Linked DNA regions of Sus scrofa: all the other regions are linked to region 4. A link is a contact called in public Hi-C and targeted proximity ligation data. All regions are on one chromosome and are shown on one strand. The core of a region is the stretch at or near the end of the contact, and the rest is flanking DNA. Distances in the headings are between cores, read along the strand shown. Region 1 overlaps TRPS1 (zinc finger transcription factor Trps1). Region 2 overlaps TRPS1 (zinc finger transcription factor Trps1). Region 3 holds the start of TRPS1 (zinc finger transcription factor Trps1). Region 4 overlaps LOC106509989 (a long non-coding RNA gene).

Region 1 (2,912 bases), core at 39-2,538, 890 kb after region 4:
TAAGAAACAGATCTGAAATCATGGAGGACATTTTTATTTGATTGATTCCGGTTTTGTTTTGCCAGGTAACACTGAATTGGTGTGACTTCATACTTTAGGGTCAGAAATTGGGGATGGAGGATATTGGAAATTCTATGATGGCTGATCCTATTTTCTAAATAGCCCCTGAGCTTTTTAAGGTTTGTTTGTTTCATTTCTGTTAGCCTAGGTTTGTTAAAAATCTATTTCTGTGCTGATATATCTAGAGCATTATTAATAGAGATGCGACATTTTATATGTCAGGCTCTTGAAAATGATTTAGGTAAAAGAGACATTAGTTTCTTCAGTTTCAACTAAAATGATAAATTCTTATGCAACCTCTGTGCTCAAGGAAATGCCACTAATGTCTGATTTATAGAAATGTTTGTCAGGTGACTGCCTAATTGTATAGGCATCTGAGCCTTCTCTAAGCATTGCCAGGGCCATGGTCCTTGGAAGTTTCTTTTGTATTTCAGTCTGTGGCATCAAATGCAGCTTCCCCCCCCCCGACCCCCTACAGAAAAAGGCAGTTTGCATGTTATCACATCAAAGGGAAAGATGCCATTGTCTGAGATCTATCAGAATAAATCGCTTATGGGACAGAATTCATTTAAGGTACCATTTCTTCTAAACAAGAGACCCCCCCATTTCCTTTTCAGAAATGTAAATATATAATATATATTTTTTTGTTTGTTTGGTGCAAAGATACCAGTAAAGTGATAACATCTGGCTGGAGCACAACGCTGCCAGCTAAGGAATGGTTTCCTCTCTGCGGGTCTGACCAGAGTCTGATGTTGTACAGATGTGCGCCCAGGCCTGACTGTAAAAGTTATAAACATTGTCATAACATTGTTCGACTTCTCTAGTATTTCCTGTCTTCTGCTTAGCACTTTATTACGAAGTCTGGCCCGCCGCCAAGTGAAATGCAGGGAGTGAGGGCCTCTGGCTTGAAATTTAAAACAAGTCCAGAATTCATTGGGTTTAATTTGATATGCGAACTCTGATAACTCACACTTGTTAAAATAAAGCCGCTTACCATTCAAGTTAGATTTACACAGCTTTGAGAGAACACGGGAGGAGAGGGGGAAAACACATTTTTCAAAACTTTAATATTGGCTTTTAGCTCTTGGTTTTAGAGGTGGGGGTGGGGGGGAGGATGCTGAGCGGGGAACAGCTGATTCAGAAGCTGGACAGCTTACAGCAAACTTGTGTTCATTTCCTGTATTAGATGCAGTTCCCTGGGCACAGAATGGGCCTTTCTTTCAACACTTCTGAGCACGTTCTTTCTCTTGGCTCATTTTCAGATTAGGAAGGCCACATGAGGCTCGTTGCCTATACATCATAACAAAATGGTGAGGTGCAAACAAACGAACGCTACGCCACCCGGCTGATTTTTCTGCAAAGGGTATCTTATGCCAGGGTTGCACAGAACATCGTTGAAGCACCAGCATGAAGACATGTTAACCCAATTTTTCCTGTAATGTATACATGATTGATTGGCCATTTTTGGACCACAGGCTGTGGTTAGGATTACATCAATCAGGAAGCAGTAACTCTGGAGGGACTTCCCTTCAATGATCTAGTGTTTATTGGCGAAAGTGGTTGCATTTTTCGCTGTCTGTTTCTTTCATGTGTTCATCAGCCCCATTCTTGTTTGACATATGGTATCCGTGCATGAGATAGGTCACTTTTTTCCTTTTATCCCCGTTAGTCACTTAAAATGCAAGATGACATACTTAGCACAATGTCTGGTCCATCGAATGCACAAATTTTTTAAAAATGAACTTTGAATGAATGAGAAATGAAATAGGAAAACAAGAATATGTTTAAGGGTACAGGTGACCAGATTTGGATTTTATGCTCTTCAGAAGTGGTTTGGATCAGCTGGTGAATTAACGGCATAATAAAGGTTTACCTGGAGAGCATCACTCACCTAAATAGAGCTCTGCACTTATAAATATATCAATTAACAGCAATATGCAGTTTTTAACTTCCTTCCATAATTATATTACATCATGTACTCCTAGTAAATAAAATTAAAATATATGAGAAAGAAAAGGCAAGAAAGAGGAGGTATTTGCTGGGTTGCTGATCGTCCTCGATGTTCAGACACTCCACACTTTGGAGGAGAGGGAAAAATTTCATCTGTAATGTGCCCTCCGAGTTCTGATGGCTGTCTTTGTTGTTTGTTGGATTTCGGTAATGGTTTTGAATACATGTCTTGCTATGGTCCCAAAAGGATGTGTTATGGATCTATGAAATTTTTGTAAGGTGCGAATGCTAAAAAACTGTCCCAAAGCTCTGCTGTTAATTTGTTTTTATTGAAGGGGAGGCAAGAATGAGGCCCATGTGAGCACGACCACTTCTCACTGCTCTGTGTTTTCATGGGCAGTGGGTGTTCAGGGACGCTTGGGTGACATGTGAGTTACAGTCCATAATGCTGGAGAAGCAAAAAGTTCCTGACACAGATCTTCCAGGCCACCAGAGTCTAAACTTTTAAAATGGAAAGGTAGGAAAAAGAAACATGGGTACTATTCACTTCAAGTTCAAGGTTGAAAAGGGGTTTTTGAAAGAGTCAGAGCCTTAGCTAGTGATTTCATTGATGCGGTCCTCACAGAATCATTGACGCTTAATTGTATTATCTAATTTTTGGAAATGGAATGTGAAGCATGTGAAAGTTAAATAGCGTGAAGAATGAAAAGCATGTTCAAAGCAGTTAAGATGGTCGGGCGAGGCCTGTGCCATTCAGAGCAGCTCCTGCGGACATACAAGGGGGCTGAACACCGATCATCTAATCACGTTGGGTTTGGGATTCAGTTTCTGGCTCCACATCACGATCAGAACAGATGTTTCCCAGGCTGTATAGGTGGGTGCGAGAAATGGGTTTCGGAAAT
Region 2 (2,784 bases), core at 157-2,656, 700 kb after region 4:
GACGGCATGTGCACTGGGCCAGTTTCCTGTCTGCTAAAGCCGCGTGCTGCCCTTTAATGATGGGAAGGGGACACGACTAAATGGGTTGGTTGTTGTGTTTTCACTTGTGAAAATCAGGGAGCAGAGGGCATGCAAACTTTGTCCAGAGGCTGGCCACTGTTTACAGTTCACGTGGAAATGAGCGAGTGACCTGTAGCAACAGCTGATTTGGTGGATGCCTGGCGAGCACTGATCACTAGAAAAGAAATGATAGCCACCACCGGCCACAGGTGAGCTAGTTTTGCAGGGGACAGGTTCGTTTTCCCGACAGGTTAGTTTTCCATTAGGGGCCACTTCCAGATGATGATAATGGGTCACAATTGTTGAGCACTCTGCTTGAGTGGCTTGTCATCCCCATTTCTCAGGGAAGTTGAATCAACTGCTCTAGCTTCAACAAGGAGCGGTCACGGCTTCAGAATTTGAACCCAGGCAGTCTGGCTGAGAGTGCTCACATTTGGTCAGCAATTTTGCTTTGGGGTGAGCAGGATTTTGAGATGCTGTTATGTTCTGGGGGTTCCACACACTAGGTGACTGTCGTATTAGTACTGTTCCTTTCGGCTTTCTTAAGCCCTAATCTACCTTTGTTCATTGTGGGGGAGAGAAAAGCCATCTATAAGACATTTTAAAGTCTGGTTTTTATCATAATTCACATGCAACATGTCTACAGAGATAGCTGCAATCTCCTGTTTAAAAAAAAAATCTGTATTAGTCTAAGTAACTGCCTCTTCTTTGGCTCCATTACAGTGAAAAGGCTGTGATCAGCAAACTCTTGTAAGGGGAAGTTGTTGAATGACGTGGAGCTGTGGTGCTGTCCTGGTAATCCTCTGGGCTTTGTGTTTCTTAAATTATTTGCACTCCTGGGTAACCGCCCCTGCTCCAAATGGGGTCTTGACAGCCTGGCTTTCTGACTTGGCTTCTGTGTTACAGACACAAAAAGGAAAGGTTGGTTTGGGTGAAACATACACACAAATAGAACCCTTCCTCATCTAAATATTAGCCGATTTGTCTCTGTTGGATTAATAAAAAAAGTAATTTCTATTTTATGAATGAGCTTTCAAGCCCCCCTGTGTTTTGGTGGTTAGTATAGTCCCAGCACTAAAAGCCAAGAGTAAAATTGCCTCTTTTTTTTTTTGAAGGAGGACTAAAAAATCAGAACCGGCGCAGATCGGGAACAGAAATAGGATTCCATTTTCTTTTAAGGGTTTCTCAAGAAGCTAGCCTGAGTTGCTGCTGTCGGGGAAGGAGGCTGCTTGCTGTCTGGGGCCCTGACTTTGAAGCTGCGGAGACCGGAGCTTTGTGTGTGTTGGGGGCGCTCGCTGTCGCCTGAGTCCCGGGGCCTGCAGCAGCGCCACGCGTGCCCCCGCCGAGCTGTGGGCGTGTTGTTGCAGGAAGTCCTGCGGAAGCAGCCGCGCTCGCCGCCCGCTTCCTCGCCCGGCTGCCCGGTGCGCGCCGAGCTCCCGGCCGCGCCGCCTCCCCATCGCCCTCCCTGCGCCCTGCCTGCCTGGCGCCCGCGTCCAGCCCGCCCGGCTTCCCCGGATCCCCACCCCTCGCCTGCTCTCCCACCTCCCTGCCATCTCCCTACTTCCCAACGAGTTTCCCTCTCTCCTCGAACTCTCTTCCCCCCTCTCGGCTTCCCCCTGGCTGCCTCCTTTGCTTGCGGCTACCCCTCTTGGATTTGACGCGCCCGTTTCCTTTCCTCCTGCCCGCCGATCCCAGGACGGGTTTTCAAACCCTCAGTCTTGAAATCTTCTGCCTCACCTGTGATCAGCGTGCCCATGCAGTCGACAAGGAGAGAAGGTCGCCGGTGGAGATAACTGAAGTTCTCCTTTTTCATTAATTAAAAGAAAAAGTATTATTAGCCTTTCAATTAGTAACATACTTTCTCATACTAGTTTTCAAGGAGGTGCTTCAGTCCTGTTGCTGATACTTTGAAATATGTGTACTTACAGACCTTCTCGAGCAGTTGGGGGGTTGGATCTCCTGTATTCTCCATCAGAAGGCTGTGAGTAAAATAGACCCAAGAAATTCGTAGGCACCAAATCACAGTTTAGGTTCTCATTTAATAGTCTTCATGAGCCTTTTTGGAGTGGTGGAGGCTTCTATTTTATTTTTGTGTTCTAGGAGTTTGAGGCCTTTGTATTTTTCTTAAATTACAAATTTGGAGACAGTTGCTCTACATGGATCCCTATTAAATTTTATCCTTTGCCACATTATCAAGTTTATTTTTAAATTAATTCTTTTTAGGGCCATGCTTTTTATATCCTCTCTATTAAGTTCCTTTTCTGGAAGCCCATATTATTAAGGCCATATCATGCCTCATCAGTACTTTTAGTAGACCTGGTCTTAAATTCCCTAGTGCAAGAGAGATTTAGTAAGGATTGCACTTTATTGATTTGTATAATTATATCCACTTGCTTCATTTTTGCCTGGAATTGTCCAGTCTGCCTGACATGAAGAAAATAGTTGACCTATAGCTGGACTGAGGGGACCATTTTAACTTGTAGATGATTGGCTTAATATATTGATGCCTTAGCTAATATTAATTATTTTTTTTAAAAAAGGAAATTTAGATCCTTCTTTTTAACTTGTAACAGATTAACTTCTAATATTGAGTTCTGTAGGGAGAGTGTTTAGGTTGATATGGTAAGCTGATTTCATAAGTCAGTATAGAACGAGAGATGTTTGAACAAACATTGACTCCTAAAACGTGAAGTGATTTAAGACAGCACATCTTTTAAAAGTAAT
Region 3 (2,866 bases), core at 20-2,519, 670 kb after region 4:
CCCTGGGCCTAACATCACAAGGGGTCTGAGTGGGAAAACCTATTACTGGAGCCTCGAGAAAATGTAGCCATGGCAGACAGGCAGCTAGACAGCGGGGAGTCAAGGGAATAAGTACCCTGACTGTCTATCCTTCTATTCCCTGAAACCAGACGGCAAGGGACCTCAGCTGATAAAGTGGTCCTCCTCTTATAGCAGAGAAAGGTGGCTGCTGTGACTTCTGAGCACTGTCCAAGTACTGATGCACAAAGTTTAGAATCAAAACACTAACTAATACTTCTCATTGGATCATCTGGCCGTGTCTCTGTGGATGTCTGACCACCAGGCCGTTCAAATTGTTGAGATACACAAAGGATGAATCAAATGTGTGAACACTAAGATGGAATATTAACTAAACAGCAATTTTCATTACCAGATGGTCACACACTCACCAGATGCACATGGACACACACATGCTCACATACACACACTTCCATGGGATTCACAGGACCTTGTGAGATGCAATGCCTGTGGGAACCTGGATGTTTGTATCTATAGCCTCAATCAAATATCACATAAAAGCCTGATAATTTAATACCTGCAAAAATTAATAGCTATCAGTAGACTGGCATATGCTAAAATGATTCAATAATTTTATGTTAAACATTAAAGAGAACAGACGCCACTAGTTTTTAAAGAGATTATTTTATCTCTACCTCACTGCTCTACCTTTCCTAAGGTACACCTTTGGCTTCTACAACGACTAAAAATCCCTTCCCATCTAAAAATGTTCAGCTTCTAGGCTCTTTTCTATACTGCCACATTTTAATGCCTCAGATTTAGTTAAAGATCACTTAATTCACTATTTTTAGAGCAACATGGAATTATGAACCCAAACTTAACGATAATGAGGACAATATTTCTGAGGGGGACAAGCGTCTTCTCTGATACCCTGCCAAAAATATGCTGCTGAGATGAAGACCACCCAGAAGCTTCAATTGGCACATGATGCATCAGCCCATATGCATTAAAGGAAAAAAAAGGAACAGAAAGAAAGGAAGAAAAGGCCACATGGAGCATTTGAAACTTGCACTCTGTAGTGTGTTTCTAAGTAAAACGTCAAGAGCTTGTTCCAACCTCCAAATTCAATTTAACAGATGTTACTGAGTACCCATGGCTTGATGGTCTTCTGCCCTCAAGAATCTTACAGTTTAGTAGAGAAGGTTGTTAGGTCAATATTGTGTAAATCACTGTGACGAAACACTACCTAGAAAGAGAAGCAACTCCCATAGAAGCTTACTTCCTGCTTTGCCGATTCTGATGTGGAATTTGGGAAGGCTTCACGCAAAAGGCAGAATCTGAGTTTGATCTCCCAAGAAGAGAGGATTTTCAGCATGGAGAGCTGGCATGAAAGGACCCTTCGAAGCCTTCCAAGTAAGTAGAAGGTGGCAGTAAGTATAAAACAAGGCATTTGAAATGTCAGCTGGATTGGGGGAATGGTGCAATCAGGGGGTCAGGGGGGTGTGGAAGAATGGAGGGAGGAGTGAGGCCAGAAAGGTGTTTGGGACTAGGATATGGGAGGACTTGACACCTCGGCCCTTTGGTGTTATTCTTTTGGGAGCTGGGGTCACGGGATTTTTGTCCTGAGGAATAAAAAAATGCAGAAGAGAGATGGTCAGATCTGGTAGCTCTGTGTAATAATGATGAGAGGGAGAGAGAGGAAGGAGGAAGAGCTCAATGAGAGATGATGACTTCTTAATTTGGGAAGAGTTCACGTGGGTGGAAAGAAAGGCAGTAAGAGGTACAAAAGCCTTTAGAAAGGAACAATGGGAAGACTAGGTGACTGATTGGATGTGGGGCCTGTGGGGAGGGTATTGCCAAAGATGTCAAATGTCTGAGGTTTCTGGTCCGGATGACTCATGCCTAGAACAGAGATAGGGTTTGTCTCTTTCCTTCCTCCTTCCATGCTGTCTGTCTGTATAGCCTCCTTTTCCTAAATTGTGCTATTTGACATGTATCATATCATTCAGCTTCACAAGTTTGAATTTCCACTGGAATAGTTCAGTCTGAAATTTAGGCACAATTGGGTGTTGGACTTGTTTACATACAACTGAGAGGTTAATTGCCCCAAACTGGGAAAGTGAATGGGATGGGACAGTATTGCAGCAGAAGATCATAGAGCAGAAGTTAGAAATATGGAGAAAATTGGAAAACGTCTACTTTTCAGGGTCAGATGGTGAATCGGGGTTAATTGAGGTAGGAAGTGCTGTCTCTGATGTGAGAGAAGGGGAAGTGAGTCCAGCTATGTCCCAGAGGGGTTTGGTTTGGATACCCAGTGCTGAGCGCTCCCCTCTAATTCTGCTTCTAATCTAGTGGGTAGTGTAAGAGTTGGACATTCAAAAAACCTAATGAAAAAGCAAGAATTGTTATTATTCTTTGGCACCCAGGCAGGGATTTTGTATGTATGTTCGTGTGCATGCATGTGTGCTATGTGTGTGTCTACACCTCAGAAATTTGTTTCCTCTTTTAATTAAATAAAGCCCATGTTTGTTGGCTTTTAAGGGTGGGCTGCGAGGCCCATCTGTTTAACTAGGCATTTGCTTGATACTGCAGGGGGAGGATTGGCAAGTGTAAGTGTGAACTTGAAAACCAGATACAGGCTATTTAAAGCTGAATTTATCTTTCATAAATTCACCCAGAGGTGTTCAGGAATGGGTAGTTTGGAAGATGATCATAATTTGTGCAGAAGAGCTTTTTTTTTTTTTTTTTTTTTTAAAAAAAAAAAAAAAAGGTTAAGTGGCGTGTGATTGCCAGGAGAAAGGGACTCAGGGGTGTTCATCTTTGATACATGCACGCTTGCTTCAGGTCTCGAGATGAAGGAGGCTCTGCT
Region 4 (3,054 bases), core at 315-2,814:
GGGAGCTACTGGTTTCTCATGAAATAAATTAAACTTCCTATATTAATAATGAACTTTCTTTAAAGATCATCCTATCTGGGTTACACGAGAAGTTTGTATCCCTTCTAAAAAACATGGCTTGGACAGCCTCCCCCTTTTTGTGAAATAATAATCCCAGCCTCTTTACACCAATGGAGCATTTGCCCCAGGTTTCATTATAGAATGAATTTCCCAAGTCCTTTAATTCCTTAATATACAGATATGTATATAGGTATATTCTTATGTATGTATGTATGTATTTAGAGTTAAATTATGGTTGGAATAGTGTATGTGGGGTAGTGTCAAACTGAAAATTGATAATCTGGGCTTTTGGAATTTAGGAGAAGGGAAAGGCTGGGTGATTTGACGTGGACTTGTGAAAGGTGAGTTACAGGTTCTGAGGAAATTTGGACATGCAAAGGAAGGGTCATTTTAGACAATGAGATGGAGAGGCAGACGTTTGGGCTTGACCGTGGGCACTTGGCGAGAAGACAATTTTGGTAAGGGCTGAATGTGGGAATTCGGGTCCACCAGGTTGAAGTTTGAACTGGATCTCATAGTCCTGGGAAAATTCAGAAGACTTTGACTAGAGAAGTATCGCTGGTTCTAAATTTTCCAAGGGTGAAACCATCATGTTTACCTTTTCTTGTCTGTGTTTAGCTAAGTGACCACTGACATGTGGTCAGGTTTCAACCAGCTTCGAGTGAATAAATGCACAGCAGTGATATTTTAGGAAAAGTAATCTGGGGACTAGGAATGGGATGGCTTGGAGAGGGAAGACAGAAAATAGAGAAAAACAGGGGTAAGTGCAAAGACATAGACCTATTCCTTTCCTTCACCAAACAGTCCATGTAAAATGATCAAATTTTAAATCTCATTGCCAGTACCACAAATGTAGCTGGAAATAGCTGGACATGAATCAATCATCTCAACAGTAATTGTAACCAGAAATGGGAAATGTTTCATAAAAATCTATTTGTTTCACGTTTGACTACGTGGCCATGTCTTACTCTGCCCAGTTTAGGATATTTCACAAATGCATCATGATGAAAAAAAAATTCATCAGGAAAGTTGATGTTCTGTCTGCCTCAGTGACAATCCTTTTCTAATTAGTATGAGAAGTAGCTTAATTTAATAAATATGATTTCTTTATTCTTATCATTTTCAGATCTATACCCGAGATTTAACTTTTTTTTAATTTACTTTTTTATTAAATGAAACCCAGCAAAGAAAAAAGGGTTAAGTTTGAGTTGTCAAAATAGGTTTTCTTCAATGCTTAATTCCTTATTCTACCCCCAGTATTAGGTTTATGTGTTTAACTAGAGGGACTCACTTTCAAAATCTCTGTGTTATTGGGTGGAGAAAAGAGGGCTGAAGTCCATTGCTGGTTACGTCAAGTGGTGTCAGATTTGGCTTGCTCTTCTCACTTCCTGTTGACTCCAAGAAAAAAGGCTGCAGTTGGCGCCTGACAGTGAAAAACATGAAGCTCTGAGACCCGTCTGAATTACTAATCACTACATGTCCTGTTCAGTCTGACCACTTTCCAAGCAATGAAGCGAACTGGCCAGGTCAGTGACTCAGCTTCCGAAGGGGGAGCCAGCAGTCCGAGCTGATCTGTATGGCCCTGGTTTCACTTCCCAAGGTTTGATCGGGGAGCAGCCTCGGAAGGGTGATTTCGCCTTGGAGCTTGTCTCTCCAGGGACAGAACTATGAACACAGATGATGCAGTGTATAGTCTACTGGAGAAGTCTCACTATAAGTCTTTGGAGGGAAAGAGTTGCAAGAATGTCATCTTTCATCAGCTGGTGTCACTCTTTGGAACCAGTCACAAGTAGCTGGGTGTGGTAGGGTGAGGTTGTCTGAAGTTTGAATGAAGAAAATATATTGAGTAGGAAACATTAACTTCTTTTCTTTTTTTGGCTTAACTGCTAGTAGATACAGTATTCCCTTGTTTGTGTCAGTAACTACCGAAGGCTCTTGCAGATGTCACCATTTTACCATGGTGTATTCATATGCCTGGTTTTCTAAGCGATTTAGCTGAACTTTGCTGCTTTTATTAAGCTTAATGTTCAGTTACCATAAAAAGCACCACATAGTCCGTGGTGGAAACAGGGGTGGGCGTATAGGGGCCACATGGGAGTGTAATTCCAGGAACTCCTGGGTCTCATATGCAAATTAGATTAAAAGGCTCTGTGGCCAGGGCTCCCAGAGCAAATCATTCCCATTCCCACCTCTTTTCATAGCATTGTCTCCTGTGGGAATACAGAAATCACTTTCAATTGATTTCAGCTACTGCCTTGTTTTAACAAAGGGGGCCACATGCCTTAGTTTGTCTGCCTGGCTTAAGAAAACTCCTTACCAGGTAATCTCTTAAATACTTAAAAAAAAAAAAAAAAGACTTTGAGATCCTTAGGAGAAAATACTGTAAGTAAATCAAAGTCCTATTTTCTCAGAAAGAAAGTTGAGTCTTTGATTGGCTGGTGCCACCACCTCCTTCAGGCAATTTTCATACTTGGCATAGAGCTTGTAGTCATTTCTCATATTCCCGTTGTTTTGATTAGTCAACACATGATAACTTGACAACACTCAAATGTGAGAGGTTGAGGAAGGGAGGGTGGCAAGGAGGGAAGAAGCCCTCCAGCAAGCAACACTTTCTTGAAAACGTCTTAAAAAATGTATTTTTCAAACACAGGGACTGAAGGTGAACTGGAAGAATATATCCAAGACCACAAGCCCAGTTCTCTGAAGGATGGCTCTCTGGAAAGAACGTGTGAGCCTGTGCACACGTGGGCAAGTATGCAAAGCAGTTCTTTCCCAGGACACCCCAGTGCTGCTGCTTATCTGCGCAGATGTGCTGTGGGGCTTGCAGATTGCATCTGTTTGTTCTATTTATGGGGGGAAAAAGCATGTATTTGTGAGCTTAGCGGGAGCACAACTTTCTGTTTGGATCTTTTATTTTATTAGCGTTTTTAAATTTTTGCCTTTTGGAACAAAAGGATTTGAGTCCTTGGCAATGCTAGATGCCATATGATTCCC

Evidence for each region. A called contact is a pair of places that touch in the nucleus more often than the background predicts.
Region 1: a contact with region 4 is called in a Hi-C map of skeletal muscle, with 5 times the contacts expected there. A contact is called at or near these places in 1 of 47 Hi-C or Micro-C datasets (skeletal muscle) and 1 of 2 datasets of targeted methods (skeletal muscle).
Region 2: a contact with region 4 is called in a targeted proximity ligation map of alveolar macrophages. A contact is called at or near these places in 1 of 47 Hi-C or Micro-C datasets (heart right ventricle) and 1 of 2 datasets of targeted methods (alveolar macrophages).
Region 3: a contact with region 4 is called in a targeted proximity ligation map of alveolar macrophages. A contact is called at or near these places in 2 of 5 promoter capture datasets (fetal liver and liver), 4 of 47 Hi-C or Micro-C datasets (embryonic fibroblasts, epiblast stem cells and heart right ventricle) and 2 of 2 datasets of targeted methods (alveolar macrophages and skeletal muscle).

Annotation. Positions count from the first base shown.
Region 1 is chr4:23,119,138-23,122,049 of Sscrofa11.1, forward strand. The region is part of intron 4 of TRPS1 (zinc finger transcription factor Trps1); the gene reads left to right. Among named protein-coding and RNA genes, the nearest start is that of TRPS1, 210 kb to the left of the region's middle.
Region 2 is chr4:22,930,400-22,933,183 of Sscrofa11.1, forward strand. The region is part of intron 1 of TRPS1 (zinc finger transcription factor Trps1); the gene reads left to right. Among named protein-coding and RNA genes, the nearest start is that of TRPS1, 26 kb to the left of the region's middle.
Region 3 is chr4:22,904,358-22,907,223 of Sscrofa11.1, forward strand. TRPS1 (zinc finger transcription factor Trps1) reads left to right here and starts at 1,270. Exons shown (of 6, transcript XM_021088993.1): 1 at 1,270-1,410. The coding sequence starts at 1,371.
Region 4 is chr4:22,230,122-22,233,175 of Sscrofa11.1, forward strand. LOC106509989 (a long non-coding RNA gene) reads left to right here. Exons shown (of 10, transcript XR_002343142.1): 8 at 1-1,586; 9 at 2,711-2,812. Among named protein-coding and RNA genes, the nearest start is that of EIF3H, 280 kb to the left of the region's middle.